Regions from separate parts of the Zea mays genome. Here regions 2 and 3 are each linked to region 1. A link is a contact called in public Hi-C data. All regions are on one chromosome and are shown on one strand. Each heading gives the region's core, a stretch centred on a gene start, on an enhancer-like site or on the middle of the called end of the contact. The rest is flanking DNA. Distances are from core to core; before and after follow the strand shown. Region 1 holds the start of LOC100383633 (transcription associated factor1). Region 2 holds the start of LOC100381673. Region 3 holds the start of LOC100285661 (acyl-coenzyme A oxidase 2).

The links. Hi-C and Micro-C count contacts between places; a contact is called where the count stands out from the background.
Region 2: a contact with region 1 is called in a Hi-C map of tassel, with 4 times the contacts expected there. The contact joins the promoter of LOC100381673 here to the promoter of LOC100383633 in region 1. A contact is called at or near these places in 6 of 25 Hi-C or Micro-C datasets (ear, leaf and tassel).
Region 3: a Hi-C map of leaf shows a contact between it and region 1, with 5 times the contacts expected there. The contact joins the promoter of LOC100285661 here to the promoter of LOC100383633 in region 1. A contact is called at or near these places in 5 of 25 Hi-C or Micro-C datasets (ear, leaf and tassel) and 1 of 3 datasets of contacts at active chromatin or transcription factors (seedling).

The regions. Positions count from the first base shown.
Region 1 is chr3:184,842,029-184,846,701 of Zm-B73-REFERENCE-NAM-5.0, reverse strand. LOC100383633 (transcription associated factor1) reads right to left here and starts at 2,726. Exons shown (of 8, transcript NM_001176281.1): 1 at 2,088-2,726; 2 at 1,011-1,220; 3 at 103-606. The coding sequence starts at 2,624. TRNAK-UUU (transfer RNA lysine (anticodon UUU)) reads left to right here and starts at 3,143; the gene lies at 3,143-3,215.
Region 2 is chr3:184,700,737-184,705,030 of Zm-B73-REFERENCE-NAM-5.0, reverse strand. It overlaps LOC100381673, which reads left to right and starts at 2,843. Exons shown (of 6, transcript NM_001174486.1): 1 at 2,843-3,344; 2 at 3,449-3,525; 3 at 3,592-3,687; 4 at 3,776-4,048; 5 at 4,142-4,294. The coding sequence starts at 3,523. LOC100037812 (Aldose reductase) reads left to right here. Exons shown (of 7, transcript NM_001112512.2): 7 at 1,490-2,091. The coding sequence ends at 1,573.
Region 3 is chr3:185,042,852-185,047,641 of Zm-B73-REFERENCE-NAM-5.0, reverse strand. It overlaps LOC100285661 (acyl-coenzyme A oxidase 2), which reads left to right and starts at 1,546. Exons shown (of 13, transcript NM_001158552.1): 1 at 1,546-2,159; 2 at 3,108-3,225; 3 at 3,320-3,427; 4 at 3,506-3,678; 5 at 3,843-3,942; 6 at 4,020-4,094; 7 at 4,671-4,790. The coding sequence starts at 1,669. LOC100383526 (Protein HESO1) reads left to right here. Exons shown (of 9, transcript NM_001176174.1): 9 at 1-317. The coding sequence ends at 179. LOC103651016 (a long non-coding RNA gene) reads right to left here and starts at 1,380. Exons shown (of 2, transcript XR_564529.3): 1 at 1,282-1,380; 2 at 605-1,052.

The DNA of each region.
Region 1 (4,673 bases), core at 1,477-3,976:
TCCAATCAAAATGGAGAGTTGAGTTACTTGAGTATGACCAAGTAACATGAATTATACCAGGGACAGCAAAGTTGAGTTGCACAGAAAAGAAAAGAGCTACACCTGTGCAACCAGATCTTGTATTTTTCTTTTCCCAAGAAGTTGGCTAGTTCCTTCGGCTCCCTGACTTGCACTTCCACCAGTCATGGTTCCACCTGACAATGGTGTACCCGGCTGCGAGCCTGTAAGGTTCGCAGACTTCTGTGAACCAGATGCTGAAACACGCGGAGATTGTAGCAGTTGCTGCTGCTGAAACTGCTGCAAAATTTGTTGCTGCTGAATCAGCTGTTGGGCAGTGAGATGTGGATGCTGTTGTTGGATTTGGAGAAGTTGTTGTTGGCTCAATCCTGTCTTCTGCTGCAGTTGCTGCATAAACAGGAGCCTCTGCTGCTGATATTGTTGCTGTGGGGAAACTGGTGAGCCCATGGATGATTGTATTTGCTTCAACCACTGCTGTTGCTGAGGCATAGACATTGCCACCATCTGTCCATTTTGTGATGATCCAGACAGTTGTGAATTTAATGCTGCAATTGATGCTGTCCTCGACAGACCTTGACCAGGCACCTTCTGTAAACCAATCATATATAAAACGTTATGTATTCCCCCAGAGAATAGCAAACATTACATAAACAAGATATGTGGTAAATGGAATGAAAATAAACAACAAGATACATACCAACTTCAGCATGTACCATGTGCAACTCAGGTTTGATAAAAGATTAATGGGAAATAGAATAAAGGCATGCTGATCTCAAAACTCAAAACAGTTTTAATAACACAGTGGATTAAAGAAAGACAAGACATGTTACCAACATACTGTTTAGTACTTTCAGAATCGGGACAAATAAATGTGCTTACAACTAGAATCTTAACACACTGCAGCATTCCTTAATACTGGAGCAACCAGAGGGGCATGCATACGAATTTGTGGAACCTTATCTCTTGTATATAGATGTAGGCTGTCAGGGTACCTGTGGAGACAGTGCAGGTTGTTGAGACGCTTGTGGTCTCATTTGCGCATGGGCGAACCTTTGTTGAGCACCATAGGGAATAGTTCCATTTGGTCTCATCTGGTTCATCCCCATAGTACCCATGACACCCATGTGCTGCATCCCTTGTAGCGCTTGAGCTGTATTAGCATTATTCAATTGGGTGCCTTGTGCCATGCCCTTTTGCCTAGCCTGCAGTAACAGGAAAGGTCAATCACTCTACTAGTAGTCTCTAAGAAAAAGAAATTAAGAACAAAATACTCTTCCTGCATTTAATTTAAAACCAGCTGGATGTAGCTACCTTGAAATGAAACACTTTCCTCTCACGATCAAAATTTGCAAAGGTAATCTGGGGACATTATCACTCCTTTTAACAGGCAATCCATTCATTGTGCCATTTTTATCAGTAAAATAAGTATTTACTGCCATAAGTAGAACTGCCTACTAGTGAACATTGAGATACCATAACCAAGTTTAGATAACTTACGTTCTTTCACAGTCTACCTTCACATTCAAGAGTAAGAACCAACAGATTTTTCTTTGTCAATATCATGATCTCACAGGGTGAAAACTAACATTGAAAGAATTAGATATTATGTCCTTAAAAAATTAGATGTCATGTGGATTCCGTACTCATTTCCTTTTACCTGGTCACACATGGGTAAAGAAAATCTATTCAACTTTGTTTAATCAGCTTTGACTACTAACGCATATTCTTTTATGATTCCATTTGTCCAAGCATTTGGCTCAGTACCTTGCAATAACAAAGCAAAGCTGTTTGCACCCATCAAAACCAGCCAGCTTGAAGAGAGTAAAAGGTAACGTACTAAGGTATTTGTAACCACCAGCTTCAAGAGAGTAAAAGGTAAGGAATTTGTAACCGACAGATTGATATCTGAAATTATTGAGATTGCTTAAATAGCAGGAGAAATCTAAAGCAGAAGTCTAAAACCTTTGACGTATTATCCTTGGCGGTAACGGTGGACATTATGCATGAGGAGATGCAAAAATATGTTTACTACTAGAGGAGTTCCCGAGCCTCGAAATTAAGTAGTTCACCTGCGCCATCATCTGCGACTGAAGCCCAAAATGTGCCGCAGATCCCGCGTTACCCTGGCCTTGCAGCATCCCCAGCTGGCCCTGCCCAAGCACGGGGGTGCGCCCCGCCAGCTGCTGCTGTTGGCCCACGAGACCTCCGCCACCCGAGAAGCTCATCTGCCCGCCGTACATCCTAGCCGCGTACTGCTGGAGCTGGCTGGCCGTGGAGAGGCGTGAGGCCGACCCCGAGCGGGGGATCTGGCCAAACCCGGCGGCGCCGGGCCCCGCCTGCGTGGGCGAAGGCGCCTGCAGCTGCGGCGGGCGCGGGGGGTAATCCATGGATCCCCCGCCGCCCGAAGCGGCAGCTGCCGCAGCCACCGGGTCGAGCTGCTGAGGGGACGAGATGTGCGCGGAGAGGTCGGAGACGGTCGGGGACGGGGGGATTTGGGGGGAGAGGAGGGGGTTAGGGTTGGGGTTCTGCGGGGTGGACACGGAGGCGGCGACCTGGTCGGGCTGCGCCGGCAAGGCGGAGGCAGCCACGGGCGGCGGATCCGCCATGGCGCGGCGAGGCGGGGGCGTAGGGTTCCGGCGGCGGTGGTCGGACGCGGTTGCGTCCGGTGGGCGGCGGGGCAGGTACAGGTCGTGTGGGACAGTTTGACGTGTGCGCGTAGTCTTTTCGCGATTGAGTCAGAAGGAGTGGTTAGGCGCTGTTTGGGTCACTGGCAGACGGGCCCCACGGGATCATTTAGCGGATAAGGGACCGGATCGGGCCTGATATTTGAGCAACTTTTTGGGTTCACTACTGACTACGTATAGCATGGCGGCAGCGGCCGAATTTTTTATATTTTGGCCCTTACTCGAGAAAAAATATACGTTTGGACCTTAGAAAATTTTAATGTCATTTTTAGACCCTCTGCTCGGCGCCATCGCCAATGGCGCCGAGGTAACACAGCTCAGCGCTATAGGCTATGGCGCCGAGGTGCGTGCTGCGCTGGCACAAACGGACGTCGTGGCACCGACGTGGCCCCGAGCTCGGCGCCATAGATCTTGGCGCCGAGCTTTGTTATGTACACAAAACTTGTCTAGCTTAGTTGGTAGAGCACAAGGCTTTTAACCTTGTGGTCGTGGGTTCAAGCCCCACGATGGGCACTTTTTTTTTGTCTTTGCCACTGATTTTTTTTGTTGTCCAGATTTTTCGTTTATGTCGCTGATTTATCCGTCTAGATTTATTTCTTATCCAGATTTTTTGTTTTTGTGACTGATTTGTTTATCCGTTCATATTTTTTTGTTTATCCAGCGAGCACAGCGGCTGTGTGCCACGGTGGCCGCAAGCCGTCAACTTTCCCCCTTGTTTGTTCAGCTAACCACAATAAAAATCAAATGAGAACACTCTTACTTCAATCATGACCACATAAAAATATTATATTTTCATTGAGTTCTTTTGAACATAAATTCTAAAAACATAATAACATATTCCCAGTAAAAAGAAGCACACATATTTATCTTTTTTTCCTCTACACTAAATAAAAAGTATACTCCATTATATACTTATCTCATGGATGATATATTTTAGAATTTACTGCATAAATTACTCCACTAGGTGATACATAATTCCATTCCCTCCATTTACCATGACGTTTTTCAAACAAATTTAAGTTTTTCAAGTGGACAAAATACTTTGTGAGCTTGTGTCTGTGTGTAGGGGTACAATCCCTCACTTTTATATTTAATTTACATACTACTAACTAAACAGTATATTTAATACGCGGATTTAATTAACCTTTCCATTCAGCGACATAAACGAAATATCTGGACAACAAAAAAATAAATCAGTGACAAAGACAAAAAGTATTAAAAAACCATGATGTGATCCATTGACAGCACCGTTGTGATTGCAAGCAACGCAAACGCAGGGGCAGGCACAGGCCCCTCCCTCCTCCTCTTGCAGTAGCTGCAGCTCTGCATTATTGAAGCCGGTCGGCCGGCCTGGCCAGGGGGACCTCGACGGCGAGAGGACGCATGCATGCATGTCGTCTTGATCGATCGATCTCACAGTGAGTCGGGTACGTCGGCCCGGCCGGTATATGTAGTAGATGAAGTCATGAAGGTGCGATGCATGGTGCGTGCATGTGCGTGCTCATCGTCAAGTACGCTTTTTCGTTTATTAATCTTAAGGAAATGTACTTGCATTGGTTAGCGGCCACCGGTTTAGCTATGGTGCATCACGGGCACAATAATGCACGCAACCTTGAGGTTGTGAGTTCGAGTATATTAGATTATTGGAGTTTTAGAGTCCAAAATATAAATATACTTGCATTGGTTAGCGGCCACCGGTTTAGCTATGATAAATTTTAATTAATATTAAAAAGTATAATTTCGAATACATTAGATTATTGGAGTTTTAGAGTCCAAAATATAAATATACTTAATAAACAAAAAGATTATAATTAGAATCCAAAATATAAATATACTAGGTATAAATAAACAGTGACTTGATGATTTTATAAAGTACTCCGTACTTTCATAGGGTGGGTTACTTATGTGCATGATACTTGCGTCACGGAGTTTGAATAAACAAAAACAAAAACAAAAAATATCTAGATAAAT
Region 2 (4,294 bases), core at 1,594-4,093, 140 kb after region 1:
TTATGTGCTCTTCAGAAATTCATATGATTTATTGTGATAAACAAATCACTTAAAGCATTCTAAATTGCTAGGATTGAGTAGCATTTGCACTTTTTTTTAGCTTCCTTGGAGCTTGGAGCACCACTGGTGCTGTGACAGGAATCTAGTAAAGGTGTCTACTTATTTTTCAAAGAAATAAACACAGCTGCAATTTTTGTTATAAACATATCATTACACATTTAAGTCGAGTTATGTTTCAGCGAGCTGCGCTGTCCCCTGCCCTTAGACACCCACACGCAGTAGTTGAAAATTTGGCCTGGTGCTGTGGTCACAGTTCTCTGGCAGCCTATGATGTTTTTAGAATAATAAGATAAGATTATCAACCCCATGACCGGATTGCCCCTTATTCTTTTTCATAACCACGCTCATCCTTGATCTATGGTGCTCTATGTACAAACTCCATGAGAACTAGTATTGCATCACACCTATTATCTGTAACCCCCGGCCCCAGTGGCGAAACCAGACTATAATAGAAGCCTGGGCACCACATGCAAATCAGCATGATGCCACTTTCTATCTCTCCTTTCGCAACGCATCCAGCTCGATCCCGATACTGCTGCACAGCAACAGAAGCGAGGGGCACGCCGTGGTCTAGAGGAGCGTCAAGTCCTCGCTGTGCTGCTCTTGGTGCTCTCCACCATCTTCGTTTTCTCTGTCTTGTACTCGTCACACTACAGCTAACCAAGCACCGTCAGATAAGAGTTCAAACATCTCGTTGCCGTCAGCAAACACTTTAGCAGCGGGATGTACCATCACGCAGGGCAAGCAGTGCCTTGCCAACAGCGGAGCCCCCGGGCACATGCCTAGGCTGGCTGGACCGTGGCTCCGCCGCTGCCCGGCCCCCTTGTTTATGGCTCGCCAATTCTTTCTTGAAATGCTGCCACAAGATTTACTTATGCTTCATGCCTTGATTACTGAACCTTTCCCTCTGAGATTCTAAAAAAAGAAAAAGAAAAGAAAAGATGTGCGAGTTCAAGAATACTCGCTGTAAGATTTATAAACACATCTTTATAACTTAGGATTTTTTGAATATTGTGATGCTTACCTGGCATGAAGATACTTGTAGATGTTCAACTTCGTGGTATTAAGTGCTGACACATGACCAGTCTGGATAGGATGTTGTTTGATGTTTTATTATTCACGCTGAGTTGAATAGAAGCCAGCCCGCAGCATCAGTCATTTTCGCTTGTTGCTTGTCTATATTGATCAATGTGATTATGTGAACCACTTGATGTCCCTCACGAAAACGTCATCACAACCTGTCATCAATTGTTTTTTTCTAGAAGAATACCAGAAAATTTCTGAGCCTTTTTTCATGCAATCGAGTTCATTAATCAATAATATTGAACTAAAACTCGAGGGAGTATTAATTTGCATCCATCTTGTTTCCTTCAAGACCCTTACACAGCGTGGGTGAATGTGTCTGACAATTTTATTTCGTGATCTTCAGGCTAGGCTACTTAGAGGCAACTTCATTGTTAATCCAGAGAGCGTTTACAAGACCCATGAGGAGCTCTGGGATGGTGAACTTTAAGAAGGACGCCGTTGTCCCTCCTGACTCCTGAGCAGGGAGCAAGCAGCGTTCCATTAGGGCTCGTCAGATCATTTCACCTCCAAAGTTGCTCTTTTGAAATGAAGGTTCAGTGCTCGGAAGCTCTGGTGCCATCCTGTATCACGAACTATTGAGAAATTTGTCGGTGATTTTACTTTGTGCTACGGGATGTGCTGCTGCAGTCTGTCCTAGTGTCAGTTGATTTTTCTGGTAAAACTGTGACCAAATAAGTTAATTCGCCAGGCATCATTACTATTGGAATTTCATCGTTTTATCTCCTCACTATTTTTTTATGCTCCATGTATTCTCTATGATGAGACCCTGTTGAGTAGTTCACTCATATAGGGGGCGTTTGGTTTCTAGGACTAATGTTTAGTCCCTACATTTTATTCTATTTTAGTACTTAAAATGCTAAATACGGAAACTAAGACTCTATTTTAGAGGGTGTTTGGTTTCTGTGGACTAATGTTTAGTCCCTTCATTTTATTCTATTTTAGTGTACAAATTGACAAATATAGAAACTTAAATAGAGTTTTAGTTTCTATATTTTGCAATTTTGGAACTAAAGTGGAATAAAATGTAGGGACTAAAAATTAGTCTATAGAAACCAAACACCCCCTTAGTTTCCGTATTTGACAATATAAGAACTAAAATGAAATAAAATGAAGGACTAAAGATTAGTCTCTAGAAACCAAACACCACTATAGTCACACAAAACACTGTTTTACATTATCCACAGAGTAAGCTGCTGAACGTGCTAAGTGCTAACTTGCGTCGCCTGAAATAGATAACAATTGTGTGAATGGCATGCCACTATGCCAGTGCTGGTGTGGTACCGTGTTGTGAATTGTGATCCTTCCTGCCACTATGCCAGTGCTGGTGTGGTACCGTGTTGTGAATTGTGATCCTTCCCAGACAAGCGGGGCTGCGGGGGTCCCCATTGCTGCTGCGTTGTCCTGTCCCGTTCGGCGCATGGGCAAGCTAGGCTGATCCGAAGCGTTTTGCATCCTTGAAATTTTCGGCACGAGGGTCTGCGTTCCGTCCGTGACCCCACCAAATTCACCGGCCTGCGACCTGCGTGCAAAGTCCCGGATCTCTAATTTTCGCCGGGCAAACGGTCTCGATCGTTTCTACTACCATGCAGATGCAGAACACTAGATTCCGGGCAATGCACAAGCACAACCGACAAGGACAAAACGCAGCCGCGTAGAGTCGTATATGCAGGCTACCAGCGATTGAAATGGGGCCGCGGTTTCGGCGTCGTTATTAGCTCGTTTTTTCTCTTGGCACGCGTGCTCGACAGACTGACTCCATCTGACCGGGACACGTATAGCCGTGCCAGTTGCCGTCCGTTGCCCAAACTGTATCCAGCCCTCTCGGTCTCGGATAGACAGCGACGGAGAGGAGAGCGGCGGGCGGAGAGAAGTGGAGGAAGAAGACGAGGATGGCCACCTATTTCACGCTCAACACCGGGGCTCGCATCCCCTCGGTAGGGCTCGGCACCTACAAGGCCGGACCCGGCGTCGTCGCCGACGCGATCACCGCCGCCGTCAAGGTCCTAGCCTCACCATCGAGCACTTTCTGCTCCGAGCTTTACATCCGCGCGTGTGCTGTTCCGTTTGTTTTGACCTGTGCCCTTGCTTGAGCCCGGGCCTTATTCATCCTGCCTTCTTGCTTGCTTGCTTGTAAACTGCCATGGCAGGCCGGGTACCGGCACATCGACTGCGCGCCGCTATACAAGAACGAGAAGGAGGTAGCTAGCCGCCGCAATCCACGTTCCACCCTGCAATTAAGTATCTTCGATTCACATTTGCGATGGCAGTTCGGTTATAGTTGCGACCACTAACGTGTTCCCAGATCGGCGTTGCTCTGAACAAGCTCTTTGATGACGGCGTCGTCAAGCGAGAAGACCTTTTCATCACCTCAAAGATATGGTACTACCATGGATACTGTGTTACTGCTCTCGTGTCCATCAGTCTCGTAACAACCTGAGCGTCAAGCTACACAGGTGCAGCGATCTCGCACCTGAAGACGTGCCGTTGGCGATCGACATCACCCTGAATGATCTGCAGCTAGATTATCTTGACCTGTACCTGGTAACCTGAATACGTACACTGCAAGAGGCCAAGAGCCAACAGACCCCCTTTCTTTGCTACTACTAATAAACCTCCGGGACCTTCGTAGATACACTGGCCCTTCCAGATAAAGAGAGGCAGCGAGCTCAGTCCAGAGAACTTCGTCCACCTCGACATGCCCAAGACCTGGCAGGCAATGGAGAGGCTGTACGGCTCAGGCAAGGCTCGCGCGGTAGGCGTCAGCAATTTCTCGACCAGGAAGCTGGCCGATCTGCTTGCCGTAGCCCGTGTCACTCCAGCCGTTGATCAGGTGGAGTGTCACCCCGGCTGGCAGCAGGCGAGGCTCAGAGCGTTCTGCTGCTCCAGCGGGGTTCATTTCTCTGTGAGTCTCCCATGGTTTTGAGCCTGCCTGCCATGGCATGTACCATGATTCTGGGCATTTTTTTTTCTCCTTCTCATGTTCTTTTTTCTGCAGGCGTACGCGCCGCTAGGCAGGATGAAAGCCGTCGCCAGTGACCCGGTGGTCGCATCCGTAGCCGAGAGCTTGGGGAAAACTCCGGCACAGGTTGCTCTGCGATGGGGTATCCAGCAGGGCCAGAGCGTGCTTCCCAAAAGCGCCAATGAGTCG
Region 3 (4,790 bases), core at 297-2,796, 200 kb before region 1:
TCCAAACCGACGGTCCGCACCAGAATCAGCAGCGGCGAAAGGGATACCCATCAAACCATCAGAATAACAGGCTTTCTGCGACGGCAGCGAGGTACGAGCCCGTTCGTGGACAGTTTAACAACGGATCGACATGGGACTCAAGGTCCCAAGCACCGGGCAGTGCAGCTCTGCGAAGGTAGCCGTCAGCATCTCAGGAGGATAGTAGTAACAGGCAAATCGGCTGGATTTTGACTGCTGGGCAGCTCTTCCTTGTGTAAAAAATTCTAGCACTTCTTTACTGGTGGACAACTCTTCCTTATGTAAAAATTGCTGTTAGCAGTCGGTTCGTAGTATGTGTCAATTAATTTTTTTTAAGGTGTGATTGGGTTTATTTATCGTGTCTCAGAAATTCATCGCCCTTCTCCGTATGCTCACGTATCATGTAAATAAAGTACAATAGCTGGTCCATGACACGCAGAAATATTCATCATGTAAAAAGCTGCCTCACGCCATATATGAGCTTTTAAGATTTTTTAGGAATCAATTGTTTTTTCTCTATTGGCTTAGGTCCACAAAATCCAACAGTCCAACTGTTTTTTTTTTTCACGCGGAAGTAAACAACATATCTTGAAATCTCAATTACAACCCTACTTTCATTCTGCCATACGGAGAATCTAGTAGCACAATAGCACCATGATTGATCCTGGCTGTAAGGATAAAAATCGTCCACGAAAATGATCGGTCATGACCCACCAACAACTCTCAACTAACTGAACAAGTAGCGCAACTGCAAACAAAACTACTCAAGTTTACTCTGTTTCCAGCAGGAATATCTTTTAGTTATGGAAGGAGGACCAGGATACTCGCAGGAAACATGACGGCGGCATCTGAACACACTGAACTTGAGAGCTTTCTCTTCAAACTTAGGGCTTCTTTGGATTGAACGATTATTTCCTGAATCCTGTGTCTTTCCTGCGTTTTTAAACGAAAACTTGTAAAATTCCTATCCTACTCCTGTGAAATTCTTGTGTTCTTAGGATTGCACTTCCCTTTCGGTTGAACTTCGATTGTAACTGGAGAGACAAATAAAGAGTCAAATAGAGAGTAAAAAATAAAGAGTCTCTTAAAGATGCTCTTAGACTAGAAAATCGAACTATATATGAATGAAGCTAGCAACCGACAGTTTTGTTCTAAAAAAATGTTTTAAACTTCTAAAAAAAGATTTGCATCTTGGTATATGCTGTAATTTTTGTTGCTTCTTGACTTGTCAAGGAAAAAAAAAGAGGGCCAGCATGTGATCACCTCAAGAGGAGTGGAGAAAACCCATGAACGACCAAAGGCTTCAACTGACAAGCTTTGTCAAACCGTTCTTCCATAAAAAAAAACTGTTCTCCCCTATCCTCAAAGAAACGTGTGCCGAGATGCAACCTCACGCTGACTCGGCGCATATACTCTGTATCATTGGCGCGATTTCTCGGTTTCTTCTGACACCCGACTTGGATTGTCTCGTTCGTCTTCGTCATCGTCACTCAACAACTCGTCTCATCGCGCCGCATCGTTTACCTCAAGGTTGTTTTGTTGCTTCCTTGTCCCGCTCTCACCAGCAATCCCGTCGATCACCCAGACCTCCACGGCACTGCTCCGTCTCCTCCGTTCCGTTCCGAACCGCAAGCTCCCAACCCTTCCGCGATGGACCTCACCTCGCCGTCGCCCGCGGCGCGCCGCGCCGCCGCCATCGCGCGCCACCTCGCCGCGGCCGCCGCCCCCATCCCGGCGAGCAGCCCCCTGGAACCTTCCTGCTGCCTCAGCTACGTCCCGCCGGAGTCCACGGAGCGGCCGGCGGCGTTTGCGCCGGCCGACCTCAGGCTTCTGCTGGACGGGCACGACCTGCCCACGCGGGACTGGCTCTTCCGCGCCATGGAGGAGAGCCCCCTTTTCCGCAGCCGGAGTTCGCGGACGGGATCCAGGGTGTTCGTGGCGCCGGACTTCAACGACGGCAAGGAAGGGCAGCGGGAGGCCACCATGCGGCGGATCGCGTACCTGAATCGGCGCGGCGTGTTCCGCGGGTGGCTCACCGAGGACGGCGCTGCCGCCGAGCTCCGCAAACTAGCGCTCCTCGACTGCATCGCCATCTATGACCACTCTCTCGCCATCAAGATTGGCGTCCACTTCTTCCTCTGGTAATTTTTGCTGCTAGCTATTTCCAGCGTTATTCTGGGTCCTTCGTATAACTGATTGCTTATGCTTTCTGCCTGCGGTTTAAAAGTTCCATCCGGTGTTTTCGATGCGCTAATTCTTTTGGGTGGTTTGTGTTTTCCCTAAACGGTAGACACGCCCCCAACGGGCTACAGGAAATCTTCAGGTCCTTGAGATAGACAAACCGCAATGAAACAGAAACAAAATGCACACGAAGCCTATTGCTTTGTACTCCCTATACCGAAGCATTTAAAATTTGTCTCAAGTTATAAGGTATTCTAGGTGAATTAACTCTCCCAAAGCACCAACCACATGCGGACCTGCCATTAGTGTGTACCACTAGGTTCAAAATATAGTAAGCACAAGATCTCTCTATAGTTAAGGGAGGGTTATTGGTCATTTGTTTTACTGCATAATCTGTCCTAAAATTTCTACGGTACCTTGTATTTTAGGATGGAGGGAATAATTAATAGTGATGGTGCTGGCGTTGACCAGCTGGAAGCCACGGTTTATGTCAGCACCAGGATGCCTTTCTGTATCATTCTGCTACTAGAATTTATCATCTAGCCGCACACAAGTAAATTTTGGGTGCATGGAATTGTTGCCTGGGCCAGGTAGCTTTTCTAGGGTCCAAAACAAACAGGTCTGTGTCTGAGGTTATAACAGTTTTACAGAGATTTTCAAGACCAGATGATCATTTGGGTCTTTATATTAACTTTGTTTAAAGTGAATGCTTAGCAATGATACTACAGGAATGGTCTTGACTCTTAAAGAAGCCAGCATGTTTTTGTTAGGTTTATTTCCTTTGGTGAGAATGTTCTTGTAGTACAGCAGTAAGCCACTTGTTGTGTAGAGTTTACCAGTGTTGTATGGAGTTCTTTTGTTTGCAATCTTCTCATGTTTAGTTTATTAAATTTCTCTATGTGTTCCAGGGGCAGTGCCATCAAGTTTCTTGGAACAAAGCGCCACCATGACAAGTGGTTGGTTGCCACGGAAAATTATGATATCAAGGGTTGTTTTGCAATGACAGAACTAGGCCATGGAAGCAATGTACGTGCATAGATTTGGGCTAAGCATACTTTTTACGGTATAATCTCACTAACTGTGCTGATTAAGTTCTGTTGCTGTTTCTTTGTTACAAAAGGTGCGAGGAATAGAAACAATAGCAACTTATGATTCAGAAACAAGAGAGTTCATCATAAATACTCCATGTGAATCAGCTCAGAAGTACTGGATTGGTGGAGCTGCCAATGTAAGAATTAAGAAAATGTGTGCATCTGCACTCTGCATTCAGTCACAACTTGCTAAAGATTTCCATGCCCTTTTGCAGCATGCAACACATACAATAGTCTTTTGTCAACTTCATATAAATGGGAGAAATGAAGGAGTTCATGCTTTTGTAGCTCAAATTAGGGATGAAGATGGAACTGTGTTGCCTAATATCCATATAGCTGACTGTGGCCATAAGATTGGACTGAATGGCGTTGATAATGGGCGGATTTGGTGAGTACTTGTATTTTTTTGTATTATTATATACCATGGTTTTTAAAGCGGTAAGGCGAGACAAGGCGTTGGACCACCGCCTGGATGCCTAGGCGACGCCTTAAAAACAGTGTTATATACATCATTTAATGTATATCATATCTTACTTTTTACTTCTATACCAGGTTTCAGAATATACGTGTTCCTCGTGAGAACTTGCTTAATTTGGTTGCTGATGTTTTGCCAGATGGGCGATATGTTAGCATGATAGATAATCCAGATCAGGTCCCTCTATCTCTCTGAATATGTTACCAGGATTTCTTATTCTTCTTTTTCTTAAGAAATGCAATCTTGATTTGCAGAGGTTTGCAGCTTTCCTATCTCCGCTTACACTTGGTCGAGTAAACATTGCAGTTAACTCAGTCTACATTTCAAAGGTGTGTTGCAAGGCATTTTCTTCTCTTGTAAACACAGGAAAAAATGTTTTGCTGATGAATTTAACAAATATAGTCCCCCAATCTTGCAGTAAGTTACTTATCCAATTTAACGAGGCAGTTAATCAAATTTGTCCCAATAAAAGGTAACCGACCAGCTTGACCGAAGTGGAACATCACTCATTTTGGAAAAAGGATAGATAACAAGTTGAATTGCCCCCCCCCCCCCCCCCCCCCCCCAAAAAAAAACCTAGCTGTAGAGAACAGGAAAAACACCACACACCCTTATTGTTGTTGATGAGGATAGTGGAGTTGCCTTCTGTTACAAGAAGAGTACAATACAAGATATATACAGCTCTATCTCTAACACTAGCACATTTGAAGAACCAATGGGCGACTTGATTGTTTATTTGAAGGAACTGATTCAACTTCCTGTCAGCAAAGATAGGTTGATTTGTTAAAGAAATAACTTGGGCAAGTTTGACCCTTTACTGAGGAATGTGCCTTGTGTTCATTGTTGAAGTATGGATATAAATGTATTGGAAATAATGACATGTTCTTTACTTTCCATGGATACAGGTCAGCCTAGCAATTGCTGTGAGATACAGTTTGTCAAGGAGAGCCTTTTCAATTGCACCAGATGCCCCTGAAATGTTGTTGCTTGACTATCCCAGTCACCAGCGACGCCTTCTACCACTT